Linked DNA regions of Muntiacus reevesi: region 1 is linked to region 2. A link is a contact called in public Hi-C data. All regions are on one chromosome and are shown on one strand. Each heading gives the region's core, a stretch centred on a gene start, on an enhancer-like site or on the middle of the called end of the contact. The rest is flanking DNA. Distances are from core to core; before and after follow the strand shown.

Evidence for each region. A called contact is a pair of places that touch in the nucleus more often than the background predicts.
Region 1: a contact with region 2 is called in a Hi-C map of muscle, with 4 times the contacts expected there. The contact joins the promoter of RALY here to the promoter of CHMP4B in region 2. A contact is called at or near these places in 2 of 3 Hi-C or Micro-C datasets (blood and muscle).

The regions. Positions count from the first base shown.
Region 1 is chr2:61,729,683-61,733,994 of mMunRee1.1, reverse strand. It overlaps RALY (RALY heterogeneous nuclear ribonucleoprotein), which reads right to left and starts at 2,149. Exons shown (of 9, transcript XM_065921844.1): 1 at 1,709-2,149.
Region 2 is chr2:61,584,018-61,588,481 of mMunRee1.1, reverse strand. It overlaps CHMP4B (charged multivesicular body protein 4B), which reads right to left and starts at 2,929. Exons shown (of 5, transcript XM_065921840.1): 1 at 2,555-2,929. The coding sequence starts at 2,744. ZNF341 (zinc finger protein 341) reads right to left here. Exons shown (of 16, transcript XR_010661471.1): 16 at 3,031-3,666.

The DNA of each region.
Region 1 (4,312 bases), core at 900-3,399, 150 kb before region 2:
GAAATCCTAGTTCTGATTCTGTCACTAAAGCAGTCTGTGACTTTAGACAACTTACTTACCCTTTCCGAGGTTCAGTTAACCGGAAAGAGGGAAAAGGCAGGAAAAAAAGTTAAGACTAGAGAGGACCCCTTGGCAGCCCTATTTACCACTACTCTTAAATCCACGATCTTGCAAAAGGGATCCTCCAGACTCCAGAGAACTACAGCAAATATCAGGAGACTCGAGACCTGGCCTAGGAACACCCCTGCCTGATCTTTAGACACCAGACATCAAACACACTGGAAAACCAGAACACTTGCCAAAGTTAATTTTAGTCCACTTTTACCCCTCTGGGCCTTATCTGAAAATAAGAGAAATAAATCTCTAGTTGAAAGCAGCAGAGTCTGAGCAATTGACTTGAGCCACTTTCTGCTCCCCCTTCTTTTAAACACTATAGAATGGGCAAGATGTGGAGGAACATGCCATAAACAAAAGATGGACCTCACTGCTTTAAATGACCTACGCCTTCCTTGAGCCAAAACCCCAGGGAACTTTAGTATGCTGGAAATCTGGAGTCCTCTGTATCCATCCACTTCTAAGGGGCAATATTAGCAAGAAATCTGTAAGAACTTCCTTTCCCTCCGGCCTCGCACAGATCCAGGATGGAATTCCATCCATAGTGGACACTGACCCGTGAACGAGGAAGGACGGAGACAGGTCTCTCATCTAATGATGTGACTCCAAATCCGTTCTGCACTAAGAGATTACACAAGCGCACACTAAGAAATAAATAACAGACACCAGCACTACGGCTTTACACTTCGGTGGCTACACACTGTGATTTGGAACATATTCTTTAACCTCTCGGAGCCTTGATTTCTGTTTTTGTAAATGGGGGTAACCTCAGAAGGCCGTCTTGAGCATTCTATGGAACAGCTGCCGAAGTTCCTGCGTCAAGTCCGTTAAATGTTACCTGTTGGTATTAAACACTTCTCTCACACATCAGTTTCCTCCCTGAATCCACAAAATACCCTGCAAGGCGACTTTCTTTCTCCCGGTTCACTGAAAGGCAAACTGAGGCTCGGCCGGGAAGAGGCTGCGTGAACTGCGGCGCGCGGCCCCAGCTCGAGGGCCTGCTGTTGTTCCTCTAAGAAGCCCAAGGTGTGCCACGAGCCCAGGACCGGGAGAGGCGGGGACCGAGGAGGCACTCAGGTCCTTAGGGAGCCAAGCGGGTCCAGTTTTGCGCGCCTCGGGGACCCCGCAGACCCAGCCCGGGAGGGAGAGTCGGAAAATGCCCCAGCTATGGGCCGGAGCCGGGGCCGGGCCCGCCCGAGGCCTCCCCGGCGCGGCCTCCACTCCCCCCTCCTCCCCTCGGCGGGCGGGGCGGGGCGCGAGCACAAAAGACTCCAACTTCCGAGCGGGCGCAGGCCCACCCCGCCAACTCCTGGCCCAGGCCCGGCCCGCGGAGAGGAGGCGGGCAGGGAACGCCAGGGTGGCCGGGAGCGGGAGCGGGCGGGCCCGGCCGGCGACCCAAGGCGGCGGGGCCGAGTGGAGGGGAAGGTGCGGGGGAGGGGGGGCTGGGAGTTACTCCGGCTCCCGGACTCCCAGAAGGGCCGAAAAGAGTTTCTAAAAATAGGCAGCGGTCCGCGCGAAGAGGTGGGTGACCGAAAAGGAACCAGGAGCACCCACTCCCCGCACCTTGAAGGAGACGCCCGCGGCCCCCACTCACCCGCTCTGAGAGGTCTGGAGGAAGCCGCGCGGCGCGGAAGGAGGCGGTGCCGCCGCACTCGCGGGCGGAAGGGCGGGAGCGAGGGAGGGAGGAAGAAAGCGGCCCCGGCCGCAGCGTGAGGAGCTGAGCACACGCGCGGGAGTCGCCCCCGTCGCCCCCTCGGTTTCTCTCGGCTCAGCCCTCCCTGCGCCCGCGCTGCTCGCGCACCCCGCCGCACTGACAGCGGTGCGAGCCCAGCAGCCGCGAGTCCTTCCCTTGGCCCGGACCACTGAGGCGCGCGGCGGTGGGGGTGCCCGGAGCGGCTCTCTCAGCTCGGCTCCGCCCGCTGTTCCGGCCTTGGCCCTGCCACCCCTTGCCCCCGCCGAGGTCTCCAGAGAAGAGCCTGGAGACGCTCGCGCGGCGTCCGCAGCCCCGCCCTAACAGCCTGGCTCCCGAGACGCAGCTGCTCTTCCCACCCCCTCAACCTAGCTTTGGAAAAGTCCAGAGCTTCGGCGGGGAGAAGAGAAAGGAGGGGTCGGGGCGGGGCCTAATGGGGAGGAAGGCCTGAAGTGGGAGCCCGAGGAGGCGGGGCTAGGGCGGGAGGAGATAGACGCTCTCTTAAACCAGTACGGAGCGTAAGGGGGGGCGGGGCCGATAGGGTGCTAAGGCCGAGAAGAGAGGCGCGCAAGACAAGTATGGAAGGCAGTGGCGGTCTCGCAGACCCGGGAAGGCCGAGCATGAAAAAGAGGGGGAGTGGGTGGGGCGGCGCCTACCCAGAGGAGGGGTCAAGAGTGGAGGGAGGCCCCGGCGAGCTTGGGGGAGTAGGGGCCTTTAGAGGAGGGTGTTGGAGACGGGGGCTGAAGAAAAGCCTAAAAGGGAGGAGAGATTGAAGCGGGACAGAAGGAGGCGGGCCCGGAAGCCGAACCAGGAGGAGGGAACCCGAAGGTGGCCACTTGAGGAGGAGCCGGAAGGAGGGCGATGGGGGTGGGGCGGGAGGAGGAAAGTAGGGCTGGAGGCGGGCGGAGCTTGAAGAGGGGGCCCAAACAAGTTGTCGGTGGGCGGTGCCGGGAGGATGCGGAAGAGAAGAAGTAGGAAGGAACGCCAGGTCCTTTCACTTTCATGGGAGCCTGGTGCGCGGACAGGGCCAGGGTCCACGCTGTTGGTTGGGACTGGGCGCAGACGCCGCCGTGAGGGGCGGGAGGAGGTGACACTTACACCTGAAAAACAATGTTAAATTCGAGTAACTTAATCTTTCCGGGGTGCAGGAAATGTTATAACTGGATCTCGATCCGGATGTTTGTCCTGCCTCCTGAATATTTCTCCTACCGAAAACTCACCTAAATCAGTAGTGCAACCTCCGCGGAGCAGTGGGTGGATTCCCAGAGCACGCGAGGACCGTAAGCGCTTCAGCTGTAGACTTCCCTGAAGGCTGGAAAGATAAGATTCTCCATGCATCGTCTGACTTATGATTCTGTGATTGTATTTTTCACATCCCAGTAAGAGACTTTATTTTGGGGGGCTCCAAAATCACTGCAGATGGTGACCGCAGCCATGAAATTAAAATACACTTGCTCTTTGAAAGAAAAGCTATGACCAACCTAGACAGCATATTAAGAGGGACGTTACCAACAAAGGTCTGTCTAATCAAAGCTATGGTTTTTCCAGTAGTCATGTATGGATGTGAGAGTTGGACTATAAAGAAAGCTGAACGCCAAAGAATTGATGCTTTTGAGCTGTGGTGTTGGAGAAGACTCTTGAGAGTCTGTTGGACTGCAAGGAGATCTAACCAGTCCATCCTAAAGGAAATCAATTCTGAATATTCATTGGAAGGACTGATGCTGAAACTCCAATACTTTGGCCACCTGATGCGAAGAACCGACTCATTGGAAAGACCCTGATGCTGGGAAAGATTGAAGGCAGGAGGAGAAGGGGACGACAGAGGATAAGATGGTTGGATGGCATCACCGATGGGACCGATATGAGTATGAGTAGGCTCTGGTAATTGGTGATGGACAGGGAAGCCTGGCATGCTGCAGTCCATGGGGTCGCAAAGAGTTGGACACGACTGAGCGACTGAACTGATTTTTCACATCACTTCTCCCAGAACCCACCTAAGAGACTGGATTCCTGAGCACAGAGCCAAGTTTGAAATGAACCCCTCCTGATTCTGCCAAACCAGCAGTTAAAGCTACACTTGTGTTGTTTAATTACCTCCGTTTCTTGCTTCAAAAGGAAGAGAAATCAAATTTGAAAGATGGTGACAACTGAGCCCAAGGCCAAGAGTGTTCTTCCCCCACCCCTTCTAACTGCTGGTTTCTTATGCCTCAGGTCTCTGCTTAAATATCACCTCCTGGGAGTTCCCTGTTGGTCCAGTGGCTAAGACTCTGTGCTCCCAATGCAAGGGGCCTGAGTTTGATCCCTAGTCAGGGAACTAGGTCCCACATGCTGCCACTAAAAGATCCCCCATGCAGCAACTAAGACCCAGCACAGCCCCCCCAAAAAAAAAGTTTAGGAAAAAAAACCTCAGAAAGATCTTCCCTGAACAGTCACCTTAAAGATGTTCTCTAGTTTGCCAAACTAGGCTTCTTGTTCATGTCTTTCATGGCAGTTCTTAGTCTTGTCATT
Region 2 (4,464 bases), core at 1,680-4,179:
CTGAGCCCCATGTACACACACACTCACATCTCAGCACTGACTGGTGTTCTTTCCTTCTTCCTTTCCCACTCTTCCTCCTCTCTCGTCCTCATCCTCTCTCTCACACACAAACTAAACACACACACACACCACCACACACACACTTCCAAAAGGAAGGCAGGCACAGTGTATTTTCATCTCTTCCAAGTCCCAGCACAGTTTGAGTCAATCAGTGACTGAATGAATGATAGGCTGTGGTGTTAATACCTCATAGCACTGTCCCTATAAGCAAATACAACCTTTCCCCCGGAGGACACTAAAAAGAAGGGGCGGTAGCTCCTGTCCTCTCAGGTAAACTCAAGAAAACAGACTATTTTCCAAAATGTTCTCACAGCTAGCTGAGACTGGTAGTCTCATAGTTGGCTGGCAGTCTCTCTCCAAGCCTCCTGCAAGCCAATTCAATCACCTCTGAAACTGCAGAAACAAAACTAGCTCCAGACCAAAAGACCACAGGAGATGGGAGATGATGTAAATTGATGCCCTCCTCCACCCGGCAATGGGCAAAGCCCTCCCCAAATGCAGACTGGCCAAAACACCGACTCTCACTACCTCTGTGAACAACAGAGGATCCGGACTGAGGGAGAGTCATGAAAGAAAAATGCTAAAGACAGCAAAATCTAACCCTGCTTTCCATCTCTGGAACTACAACTGGAGTCCAAGCTGCAAATGCCCAGCTGCCTCTGTCCTTACCCGTCTCCCCTCTCCCATTCTCAACCCCCATTCCAATTCTCACCCCCACAAGTCTACTTTCCAAAGAGAGGCCCGATGGTGTTTTTAAAACGGTGTGAATGATTAGGACAGCCATAATTACCCTCCAACAGTTTTCCATCCACTTGGAATAAAATCTAAACTCTTCACCAGGAAGTTCAAAGTCCACTCCACACCCACTTACATTATACCACTCTCCTCTTCAGTCACTATATTCCATAAACAGAGGTCTTCTGTTTCTTAAAAGAGGCCAATCTCTGGGCCTTTTCCACTGCTGTCTGCTTGCCAGGAAGGCTTCTCCCCTAGACTTTTACAGAACTAGTAACTTCTCAAGGTTCAGTTCAAACTTGACCTTTTCCAAGAGGACTTCCCTGACCACCTTATCTAGAGTGGCACCCCTTCCCAGCCCATCACTCCCAATCTGTTTTGGTTTTTTTTTTTTTAGCACTTTCCACCACTAGACAATATTTTCTTCATCTATATTCCTGTTTTCTCCCTCATAAGGGTGGAAGCTGTGTTCTGTTTACCCTCTGAATACCATGCAAAAGAATTTCCAGAGTATCTGTTGACTATCATCAGCAAATGAGCATCCTCAGGATGGGTTATTCCACTCCTCTGTTAGAATGATGAAAACATCTAATTAACCCTACTATATGCTGGGCACTGTAAATCCACGATCTTCCTTTCAGAGGTAAATTCACAAGCTCAAGGTCACACAGCTAGTGACTTGCAGATTTCTCAGTTAAATACTTGTTTGTAAAGCTCCTAAACCCCTCTCACCTTTCCAGTTTCTCAGGGGAAGGGTTGTCATGCTACGGTTCACCCTCCTATTGTCGTAACAACGAGAAAAATCAAATATTTCTAAACTGCTTTATAGTTATTAAAGCATTTTTACATTCACTGACTTAAGAGGAATACAAACCACTAGCCCAGAAAGCCATACAACAGTAAGTAAAGTGCCTCAGAGTTCAACAGCCCCGCCCAGAACCACAATAGTGGGAACTGGGGGAGGAGTCAGGGCCAATAGAGGAAAGGAATCCTTATTTCTGGTACACAGGGATCCAGAAGCGGTGAGTCACCGGGTGAAGGCTTGCGCTACGTGAAACTCTGATAAAGCAACAAGAAGTGAATCACAAGAGCTGGAAGGCACTTTAGGCCTACAGAGGACAAACCCTGCCTCATGGACGGGGGAAATGAGGTTCAAGAAGAAAAGTAACTTGTTCAAGTTCACTCAGCAAGTGAACAGAGCGGGAACCAGGGAGTCTCCTCTCCCCAAGTTCCCTTTTCTCTCCATCTAGCCTTTCAAGGAGAATTCTGAGTCAGGAGATGGGGACAGGCCAGGGACAGCTCATGGACTCCACAGAGGAATCGGGAGAGAGCAGGGGTGAGACCAGGAAGGACACAAGTGTTGGGAGGCAGGGATGAAATGAGCCAAGGAGGCAACGGCAGCATCTGCGAAGGGGGGTTGGGGGGTGAGAGCAGGCAAGAGGGAGGAGGAAAAGGCGGAAGGGAAAGAGAGTGAAGGTGGAAGAAGAAGAGGAAGAAGTGCTGTGAAATTAGGGTCTGAAGGGGCCTGGCAGAGTGGGGAGAGCCTGAGACGAGAGGGCTGGAATGACAGTGTGATGATGGATGAGTCCAAGGCTCCGGGAGACACTGAAGGGAGTCAGATGGGGAAGGGTCCCGGACCCAGGAAGGCAAGGAAGGGAGTCTGACAAGCTAAGAGTTCCAGGATCCGAGCAAACACTGGAGCAAGTCTGACGAAGGTAGAGTCCGGCCAAGGCAGTCAGAGGGGGCCCGGCCGACTCACCGCGCTTGTTTTTAGTGCCGTGCTTCTTGGCAGCCGTCAGCTCCTGCTCGATCTTCTTCTCCAGGAATTCCTGCTTCTTACTTAGCATCTCCTCCGTGTCCCGAAGCCTCTGGATGGCCTCCTGGGGGGTCGGGCCGCCCTTGCCGGCCTTACCCCCTCCAGCCCCGAACAGCTTCCCGAACACCGACATGGTTGCTGCTAGCCGCGCCGGCCTGCGCCGCCCGCTCCGGCTCGGCTCGGCTCGGCTCGGCTCGGCTCCGGCACCCGCTCTTCTTCCCGGCACTCCCTGCCGCCGCAGGCCTCTCCGCCACCTCCGCCCCGCAGCTGGGCCCGACCGCGCCACCTCCCACAGGCCCCCACGCCCGGCCCGGCAGGCGTCAGGGAAACACGCCGCTGACTACAACTCCCGGTGGGCAACGCGCCGGCCGTGCTTCAAAGCTAATGGACGGAGGCGCGCTGCATGCCGGGAGGCTATAGTCTTCCGGCTGAAGGCACTCGGCGGCGCGTCTTTTTGGTCTAGCTAGGATCAAAGGGCAGGATTGCATGCTGGGAAATGTAGTCTCCTTGGAACTAGTTTTGTGGTGGGGGGGGCGGGTAGAAAAACAAGAAGAGAAGTAAGAATATTTTATAAAACAGTAAGTAAAGTTATGCACTTTCTATGATCCAAGCATTGTGAAAAGTGCTTTACTTGCATTATCACATTTAATTATCACAAGCTTGTGAGAGAGAATACTCTTACTATTTTCAGTTCAGTCGCTTAGTCGTGTCCGAGTCTTTGCGACCTCTTGAACCGCAGTACGCCAGGCCTCCCTGTCCATCACCAACTCCCGGAGTCCACCCAAACCCGTGTCCATTGAGTCGGTGATGGCATCCAACCATCTCATCCTCTGTCGTCCCTTTCTCTTCCTGCCCTCAATCTTTCCCAGCATCAGGGTCTTTTCAAATGAGTCAGCTCTCCGCATCCGGTGGCCAAAGTATTGGAGTTTTAGCTTCAACATCAGTCTCTCCAGTGAACACCCAGGACTGATCTCCTTTAGGATATACTTACGATTTTGTAGGTGAGTAACAAGACTCAGGTTTCCCAGGTGGCTCAGTAGTAAAGAATTCACCTGCTAAATAAGAGATACAGGCCAGTCACTGGTTGGAGAAGATCCCCTGGAGGAGGAAACGGCAACCCACTCCAGCATTCTTGCCTGGAGAATCCCATGGACAGAAGATCCTGGTTGGCTACTGCCCAAGGGGTTCGCAAAAATTTAGGTACACCTTAGCAACTGAACAGCAACAACCAAGACTCAGAAATGGAGTGGCTGACTAGCTTAACTTACTAGCCATGTCTTCACATACGCTGTTCCTCTACCTGCAATGCCTTTCTATGCTTTATTCACCTAACTGATTCTTTGAAACCTAGTTCTTACTTCTCTTCTAACAGCAAAGCTAGACTGCAAAGGTTCAGAACCCTCCTTGAATACTTACTTGGACACGTTACTTCCCTTCCTCTGTGTACGACCCTTTCCAAAACTGTAAACTGGAGATAACAGGACCACCTCTGAGCTTGTGTGAGATAGGGAGTGTTAGATGCTTACTTAGCATAGGCCTAGCACAGTAGGTGCTCAGAAATGTGTATTTTATTCTAGGTCATCATTATGCACAATAGCAATTAAACCAGGACAAGACTCAAAACTTTCAAAAGTAGCAGAAGTATTGAGGGTTGTTTTTATTTCATTTTCTTGCCCATTCATTACAAAGGCCAACTGGTTATGGGTTCACATATCATTGTTTTCCTTTGTCTTTTACTGTCAAGAATCATTTCTCTATTATCAGTGTGTCTAGTAGCTAATATTTCCCTCAAGCCCACAAATCTAATTTGCTTCTTCCAGTCTTTTGCATTAGTAAACCAGTTCTAAATACAC